3 separate regions of the Macaca mulatta genome follow, and regions 1 and 3 are each linked to region 2. The links are chromatin contacts, called in public Hi-C maps. All regions are on one chromosome and are shown on one strand. Each heading gives the region's core, a stretch centred on a gene start, on an enhancer-like site or on the middle of the called end of the contact. The rest is flanking DNA. Distances are from core to core; before and after follow the strand shown. Region 1 holds the start of RSAD1 (radical S-adenosyl methionine domain containing 1). Region 2 holds the start of SPATA20 (spermatogenesis associated 20). Region 3 holds the start of ABCC3 (ATP binding cassette subfamily C member 3).

What was found. A called contact is a pair of places that touch in the nucleus more often than the background predicts.
Region 1: a Hi-C map of fetal cortex germinal zone shows a contact between it and region 2, with 1.7 times the contacts expected there. The contact joins the promoter of RSAD1 here to the promoter of SPATA20 in region 2. A contact is called at or near these places in 2 of 14 Hi-C or Micro-C datasets (fetal cortex germinal zone and liver).
Region 3: a Hi-C map of liver shows a contact between it and region 2, with 2.7 times the contacts expected there. The contact joins the promoter of ABCC3 here to the promoter of SPATA20 in region 2. A contact is called at or near these places in 6 of 14 Hi-C or Micro-C datasets (CD4 T cells, blood, fetal cortex germinal zone and 3 more).

The regions. Positions count from the first base shown.
Region 1 is chr16:59,526,841-59,529,674 of T2T-MMU8v2.0, forward strand. RSAD1 (radical S-adenosyl methionine domain containing 1) reads right to left here and starts at 1,360. Exons shown (of 10, transcript XR_003723772.2): 1 at 1,143-1,360; 2 at 404-537; 3 at 82-286. It overlaps LOC114673135 (a long non-coding RNA gene), which reads left to right and starts at 1,170. Exons shown (of 2, transcript XR_013406524.1): 1 at 1,170-1,628; 2 at 2,179-2,483.
Region 2 is chr16:59,458,509-59,461,208 of T2T-MMU8v2.0, forward strand. SPATA20 (spermatogenesis associated 20) reads right to left here and starts at 1,441. Exons shown (of 17, transcript XM_077971178.1): 1 at 1,334-1,441; 2 at 857-960; 3 at 171-341; 4 at 7-71. The coding sequence starts at 286.
Region 3 is chr16:59,370,741-59,373,440 of T2T-MMU8v2.0, forward strand. ABCC3 (ATP binding cassette subfamily C member 3) reads right to left here and starts at 1,331. Exons shown (of 32, transcript XR_013406517.1): 1 at 846-1,331. LOC106993999 (a long non-coding RNA gene) reads left to right here and starts at 1,559. Exons shown (of 3, transcript XR_013406530.1): 1 at 1,559-1,693.

The DNA.
Region 1 (2,834 bases), core at 110-2,609, 68 kb after region 2:
GTCCAATGAATGAATGTGACCAAAGAGGAGATAGCACTGAAGGGCAGGGTGCACTGGGATGGGCTGGGTGCCATGGGTTACCTGGAGGCCTATGGACAACCTGTTGACCCCTGCTGCCCCAAACTCTGCCAGTCTGGAGCCTGGAGTTGAAGTGGGATTAGCCTCCAATGTGACTTCCGAGTCTGCAGGCAGGTGGGCTGTCTGTGCCACAGCCTCCAGGACAGCAGCCACCGTGTGGGGACTGGCTAGACTGGGAGTCCCCCCACCAAAGAACACAGACTCCACCCTGGGGAAAGAGGATGGAGAAATGAGACCTGGGGGAGCCCTCGGGGATGCCTGCACCTATCCCCCACTACTCCTCCAAATAATTCCCAAAACGCTGCCTACAGCCCCCACTACCCACCGTTGCACCCCGCTGAGCCGCAGCAGCGTCTGCGCTTCGGTCACCAGACACTTCTGCATGGCAGCCTCCTCTACGCCGCGGGGGATGTACTTGTTGAAGTTACAGTAACTGCAGCGCTTCTCGCAGTAAGGCCACTGGGGGCAGTGGGTGCAGGTGCACGGTGAGAGCTGCCCTGGCCACTTCCAGGGTTTAGTCGCACACATCCCCAACCCCATCCCCACCCCCATCCCGAGGTCCTTCCACAGTAGCTAGGACATCTAGGCCACACAACTCCCCAAGGCAGTCGCACTGGGGTTATTATATCCACTTCAATGTGAGAAAACTGAGGCTCACTCCTTTGTTACGCTGCCTCTTCCAACCAGCAGACGTCAGGAAGGAACTCAATCCAAGCTCTTTCTGGGATCAAAGAATTTGCATACAATTTTCCTACGGGCCATTTTCCCAGCTACCGAATCAGAACACGGCTCTTAAAAAAATTTGTCTTGCTAAGAGGAAAACTGTTGTGAAATCGGAACCATTTGGTCAGTCACCGAGCTGGTGAGAAGCAGAGACTTCAGGTTTCTGTACCAAGTCATTTCCCTGCCAAGGCACCGGGTCCCATCCCAGACCTCGTACGGGGGCACGGAAACACGGCAGGCGGGTTCATAGAGTGACAAGCCGCCACCTGGGTTTTGGACCGCCACGGTCACGGCCACCAATGCGGCCACACACTGCGGGCTCCGCCCCCGCCCTTACTCACGTGTACGTAAAGCGCCGCGCGCCGGCCCGCAGGCTCAGGACTCGGGGACCCTCCTGCGCCCTCCACGCGGCGGCGCCTCTGGGCCGCTCTGGCTGCTGCCGCCCAGCCGCGGGCCCGGGCTCCGGGGAGCGCCATGGCGCCCAGCGTGGCGCGGGGCACAGACCCGAGTAAGAGACGCGCGCAGGGCTCACTGTGAGTCCGGAGCCGGCGGAAGGAAGAGGGGCTGCGTGACCGCGCGCCGAGAGGGCCCGGGCCCGGGGCTGCGGCGCCACCTGTCGGCGCCCGGGCGCTCACCGCGGCCGCCTGTCGGTTCTTTCCCCAGTCCGCGGAGCGGACTGCCTGCCTTTTGGCACCGTGTGCCCGGACGAGTTCCCGGACCCATCCAGGAGCTCTTAGTTCAGTCAATTCCTTGACATTTGACGTGCCTGGCTCAGAACTGGGCGCTGGGGACATCTAGGTGCGCAAAGCCAGGTTGCCTTCTGACAGGTAAGCCAACCGGCCAGGACAGGCTTAATTAATTCCTTGCCTGCTGGACACCAGAGCCGTGCGCCCAGTGCTGTGAGGTCATCTGTTATAAGAGTGTGGGAGTCAGTAGGGGAGAAGAGGCACTTGGGCTGGATCTTGCTTTTAATTTCATTAAAAAATATTTGGGAGAGGGGAGGTCTTGAACTCCTTGGCCTCAAGCGATCCTGCTGCCTCAGTATCCGGAGTAACCAAGGATTGTACTGGCATGAGCCACCACCAGGGCTATGCGCTGGATCTTGGAGGAGCAGAAAATCCCAGGGGCCATTGGCTTGGCCGGGAGAGTAGACTGTTTTGGGTCAGGTCAACCCAAGCATCTGGAGGTGTACGTGCTGGGAGGACAGTCAGATGGTATGTGCAGGAGAGACAGCACAGGGGAACGCCTGGGGAAGCAGGCACCTGAAGAACTGTCCCACAAAGCAGAAACATCATGGGCTTCAGAGGCAGGCGGTGCAGGACAGTTCTCCCAGTGGCCTTGAACTGACCTGGTTCTCCCCTCCTTTCTTGCTTGTAGTTCTCGAGAATAACTGTAGATGCCTGTAATCTCAGCACTTTGGGAGGCCGAGGCGGGCAGATCACTTGAGATCACAAGTTCAAGACCAGCCTACCCAACATGCTGAAACCCCGTCTCTGCCAAAAATACAAAAATCATCCGGGCGTGGTGGTGGCCACCTGTAATCCCAGCTACACAGGAGGCTGAGCAGGGAGAATCCCTCGAACCTGGGAGGCAGAGGTTGCAGTGAGCTGAGACAATGCCGCTGCACTCCAGCCTGGGTGACGAAGCAAGACTCTGTCTCAATAAATAAATAAATAAAACTGTAGAGTGTGCAGAGAATGCAACATCCTGAGGGAAGGAAGTTCTGGCCAGCACAGCCATGCCCTGTTCCAGTCCCCCCTAGGAAAAGGATGTCCTTCAGCACTTCAGCCCAACATGTCACATGGCCTCAGGGTATAAAACCCAGGGAGGAAGCCGGGCGAGGTGGCTCACTCCTGTAATACCAGCACTTTGGGAGTCCAATGAGGGCAGATCACAATGTCAGGAGATTGAGACCACCCTGGCTAACACAGTGAAACCCCATGTCTACTAAAAATACAAAAAACTAGCCGGGCGTGGTGGTGTGCACCTGTAGTCCCAGCTGCCCGGGAGGCTGAGGCCAGAGAATTGCTTGA
Region 2 (2,700 bases), core at 191-2,690:
CATTACCTGAGAGGAAAATCGGCTTGTTTTCTTTCCTGGCCTTGTCGAAGGCTTCCTGTCCCCAGGGGTACCTAGGCCCAGCAGGGTGGGGCATCACTCAGTAGCCCAGGGGGTCTGGGAGGGGTCTAGGACCCCAGTGATTCCAGGCAGGGCCCCGGGAGAGTGCTCACCAGTCCACGGGATTGTAGGCATGTTGTAGGAGGTATGGTGACTTCTCGTGGATCAGGCGGTTGGGGACCCTCTGGGGTGTAGATGAAGGATGGCTTCCCTTCCCTCCAGCAGGCATGGGCACTGAACTACTGACCGTCGCACTTCGGTCCTTGTCCCGGGAGGAGCTACCCCTGGTGAGGACTGGTGCATCAGGCAAGCTGGGGGCCTCCACCCACCTTATCCCAGGCCCCCCAGCACCTGCCCCACTCCACTCAGCACCCCGGTAGGACCGCTGCTCCCAGCCCAACCCACCTTTCTGAACCATGGGGGAGACTGTGGCCTTTGTGCTCCCCCTTATGTTTTTTGGGGGGTGAGGAGAGGTGGCTCATTGGGGGCTCCTTGCCAGGTTAGTCTCCCCCAACCTCCTGGACCTGGTGGTGGGAAGGATGGCTGTGAGGTCAGGGCGGGTCACAATGGGCAGAATGGTTCTTGGGGCTCCATTCTTACCCCTCCCGGGGCCCCTCCCCGGGCCCTTCCTGGAGCAGCTGCTTGGAGGCATCTCTCTGGCAGGCCTGGGTGTGGCCCCACTGGAAGGCAGCCCACTGTTGGTGGCTGCACAGGCCAAGAGCAGTAGGGTCTGGGACTGGACCAGGTGAGGGACAAACAGAGGAAACTAGACATGGGGACTCCCTCACTCAACGCCCACCTGCTGGGATTCCTGTGGGGCCAGGTCCTGGGCCAGACCCCAGGACACCTAAGGAATCAGAGACCTCAGGGAGTTCAGCCTGGAAGTGGGCAGTGCAAGCTGACCTAAATAACGAAAGGTCCATGCGGCAATAAAGGGCTGTGACAGGACACAGGGTACTATTGGAGAAAGGCCCTTGACCCAGCATCCAGCGCTGGGGTGCAAGGAAGGCTTCCTGGAAGCGGTGTTAGAACAGTCCCTGGGGAGTTGGCACTGCACTGGAAGGAAGGGGAGGGGAGGGAAGGGAAAGAATGAGGACGGGAGGGGAGGGGAGGGGAGGGGAGGAGGACCTTACTGCCAGGGCCAGGTCTCAGAAGCATACTGGAGGTGGGGTGGGGGAAGGGCCAGGCATGCAAGGGTGGTCCAGACAGGCACTGGGGACCGGTGCCCGGGAGACCCTCCACTGAGCCCGCAGGCAAGCGCAGGGAGTGCCCGTACCTGCGGCTCGCGGCGAGGCCTACACCGGCGCGGGGTAGCAGAAGTACGCTGCCCAACCAGGCCCGTGCGCCCAGCATGGCTGCTCCGGACCATGGGCCCGGCCGCTACGGACAGGAAGGGAGGGCAGGAGACTGTGAGGGGCGGGTCGGGCACCCACGGAGCTGCGGGCGGGTCTTCGCTGGGACTTGGGACAGTGTGGCTGGTCTCCGAGCATCACCCTGCGGCCGAGCACAGAATTGCAGATCAGGCACTCCGGCCTTGGGAGAACCCATTCTGTGCATAACATTGGGCTCTGCCCCTGCCTGGGGAGGACAGCCCTTCTCATGCGAACAGGGAGAGTTGTGGGATCCAGGGCTGGGGGATGCTAGGGCCATGGGATGCCAGAGCTTCAGCTCATTTTGTCCAACCCCTGCCCCTTTTACAAATGAGAAATGAGATGCAAGGCGAAGGCGTACCTTGGCCAGGTCCACCAGCTAACAAGCTTTGTTTGTGGCAACCTCCTCATCTCTCGGTCCTACTCAAATCCTACCCACTCCAGGAAGCCTTCCTTAAATAATACTGATGAGCCCATTTTATGTCTCATAGGTTACACATGGCCTCATTGGCTACATTCAGCCAATATCTATTAAGTGTCTGACGTCTGCTGCTCTGTAAGGCACTGGGTATACAATGGTGGGCAGAGAGAAATGAGGCTCCTGCCCTCACACGGCTCACAGTCTGTTGAGAGCGGCAGATGCTAATTCAACAGCCATACCAATGAATCTATAAACACCCATGTGACAAGTCCGTGAGGGTACAACGTAACAAGTGACCTGATCTGGTGGAAGGGGCAAAGGATGAAGGCTTCCCTGAGGAAATCACATTTGTGAAGACATGGAGGATGAGAGGAAGGAACTTAGAGGGCGCTCAGGGGGAGTACTGGGGAAGGAGGCAGAGGTACAGTTTGTGCAAAGGCCCTGTGGCTTGTCAGTGAGTGAGGGGTGAGCAACTGCAGAAGGAGGGAAGACAAGGAGTAGATGAGGGCAGAGGCAAGATCTTGGAGAGACTCGTGAACTGTGAGAAGGGGATTTTTATTTTTTGAGATGGAGTCTTGCTCTGTCACCCAGGCTGGAGTGGAGTGGTGTGATCTCGGCTCACTGCAACTTCTGCATCCTGGGTTCAAGGCTGGTCTTGAACTCCTGACCTCAGGTGATCCATCTGTCTCAGCCTCCCAAAGTGCTGGGATTACAGGCATGAGCCACCGTGCCCAACTCAATTTTTTTTTTTTTTTTAGACGGGATCACGCTCTGTCACCCAAGCTGGAGTGCAGTGGTTTGATCTTGGCTCTCTCTTGCAGAGAGAGGTCCTTTGCTGACCTCCAGCCCTAG
Region 3 (2,700 bases), core at 81-2,580, 88 kb before region 2:
CAGGCCACAGTGCAGTGGTGTGATCATAGCTCACTGTAATCTAAAACTCCTGGGCTCAAGTGATCCTCCCACCTCTGCCTCCCAAAGGGTGGGATTACAGGCGTGAACCACTGCACCTGGCCTCTAGCCTGATTTTCTATCCCAGCTCTGCCTTCATTGAACTGGGTAACTTTGGGCAAGTCTCTTCCTCTCTCTGGACCTCCCTTTCTCCATCTGTAAACGAAGGGAGTTGGACTACAGGAATCCTGACACCCTGTACCTGTCTCCAGACCAGGGTCTGCTTCTCCTTTCTGAGTCCAGGGTGGTGAGGATGGCCTGCTCTCAGACCTCAGCCTTACCCAGAGAAAATAAAGTGGCAGGAAAGCTTCCTAAGAAGGGTGGGACACTGCACAACCAGCCTCCCAAAACATCTGGTTGAGCAGGTGCTCGGGATGCCCTGGGGCATCCAGGTGGGCAACCGAGTCCTAGTCTGGGACAGATGCTGAGGGAGGACCCTCCACCACGAACGCGCGGCTGATTGCGAAACGCCAGTTCCTCACCCGACAGAGGGGCTGGGGTGGAGCCGACTCACCCAGCCACGCACTGTGCCTCACTTTCCCGGGCTCCTCAGTGCTGCAGCCGGGAAGGGAAGAGCAGGGCAGGTCCCGGACCCTGCGTGGGACCCAGCTCCGGGCGGCGCCGCCAACCTCCCTCCCGCGCCCACCGCCCCCTCTCGGGCGCCCAGGCGGTCTCAGGGGCTCCGTCCCGGGATACCTGCCGGCCTCGCGGGAAGGCAGGCGGCGAGGACCGGGCGAAGCCGGCCAACCCCGACCCCCGCGCGGTGACCCCGGAGCCCCGCGCCTTACCCAGAACTTGGAGCCGAGCTCCCCGGAACCGCACAGGGTGTCCATGGGGCCAAGGCGCGGCAGCGAGGAAGGCGAGCGCGGTCCGACCCAGCGGCGGGCAGAGCGGGCGCCGGAGCCGCCTCCGCCCTCCGCACCCCGCGCTCCGCCCGGGCCCGCCCCGCCGAGCCCTACCCCAGTGCCTCTGGGTCCAGTCTCCCTGCCCCCGTCCCGCGGGTTGCGACAGCGCCTCCCTGGGAGGGACTTTGGGGCAGAGGTGGGGGGGCCTTGGCACGGCGACAGCTCCTGCGAGCGGTCCCCGGGCCATGCCAGGGGGATGTCCCTCTGAATACCGAGGCTGACAATCCTGGAGTAGAGTCTATTTCCAAGGGGGAACTGGGATACACAGGCGCTCCCACCCCCGAACAACTCCGTGGGGCCGATGAGTCACTGAGTAGGGGACATTGGGAGAGGGATTTAACAATCCTTCCTAGGAAAAAAGGAATCTTTGAGAAGGTCACGTTCCTCTCCGGAGGGCGGTTTCCTCATCTGTAGAATGGGAAGGGCTTCCGTGCTCAATCCGGAAGCTGACCTCTTCCTCGTCAGGTTCCAGGGGCCACTGGCAGGCGCCACGCTCTGGGAACCGGGGTGTACTGCGCGGGTGTGTACCCGTGAGGCGAGGGTGGGGGCCGCAGCATCGTCCAGGGGGCCTCCTATGTCCTCTTAAACTGCTGCCCTTTTAGGCTCTGTGGCCCCCTGACCTTGCCACATCACTTCGGCACCTCTCTGGGCCTCTACTTTCACATCTGTAAGATAGAGACAATCATAGAAGAATCTTCCTCCCAGGGTTCTCTGAGGATTGAATGGAAAAGGTATGCAAAGTGTATCGCCTGGCACACTTAGTGGGGCACCCAACATGTGTGAATTCCCTCTGCTTCAGCCTGATCAGGGTGGGGGGAAGGACAGGCGAAGCCCCAGGAGGAGCCCCACGTGAGTGTCCTTGTCCCCCTCCTAAGGCTGAAACTCTACATTCCCAATCTGTAAAATGGGCTTGTCAGTGCTCTCCTTCCCCTGCTTGCCTCAGCTCTCCTTCTCCCCGTATCCCCTCAGATGTGGGGATGCCTCCATCTCTCAATCCCGCTCTTGCCCTGTCTTCCTTAACACAATCCCAGAAGCCAACTCAGCACCCCTTGTTGGGACTCAGAAGGAATTCTCCTGGGCAGATCTTTCCCTGGCCCTTCTCTTCCCTGCCTTCGCACACAGGCCTGTCCAGTTTCACCCTGGTCACCCCTTTTCTGACCCTTGTTCTCAAGAGAAGGTGTTTCCTTCCTTGGCTGCTCAGCGCAGGCGTGGGTGGGAGCCAGTAAGGGTGCAGAAGCGACAAACCACTTCCTATCTCTCTGGGCAGGCAGGAGGTCACTAGAAGGGAAGTCTCCTTGGCTCTAGGCTGTCAGAACCAAGATCTGGCTGGGCATGGGATAAGCGTGGGAGTGGCAGTGAGACTGGGGACTCCTACCCCTCCACTGGGCAAGTTCTTTACGCCCCGTCTTTGTCTGCCCTCTTCCCTTCCACTCATCCACACACATCCTCCCTCTCCTGTCCCCCGACCTTCCTCTCTGGGCAAAAGACTTTACAGAGCTTTACACCTTGTTACAGTGTGCCTTGGGTTATATTTAGTTATGAAGAGTCTGTCTTCCCTGCTAGTCTGAGAGGTCCCCAAGGGCAGGGACTAACTCAGTCCCCTCCAATCCCCCTCTGTACCTTTTATACACTGTATGATCTCAAAAAACTCCTTGATGTCTCTGGGACTTCATTTCCTAAGAAACGTGGACAAGGTGATATCTAAGCTCTCTTCCAGCCCTGGTGGGCCAGGCTTCTA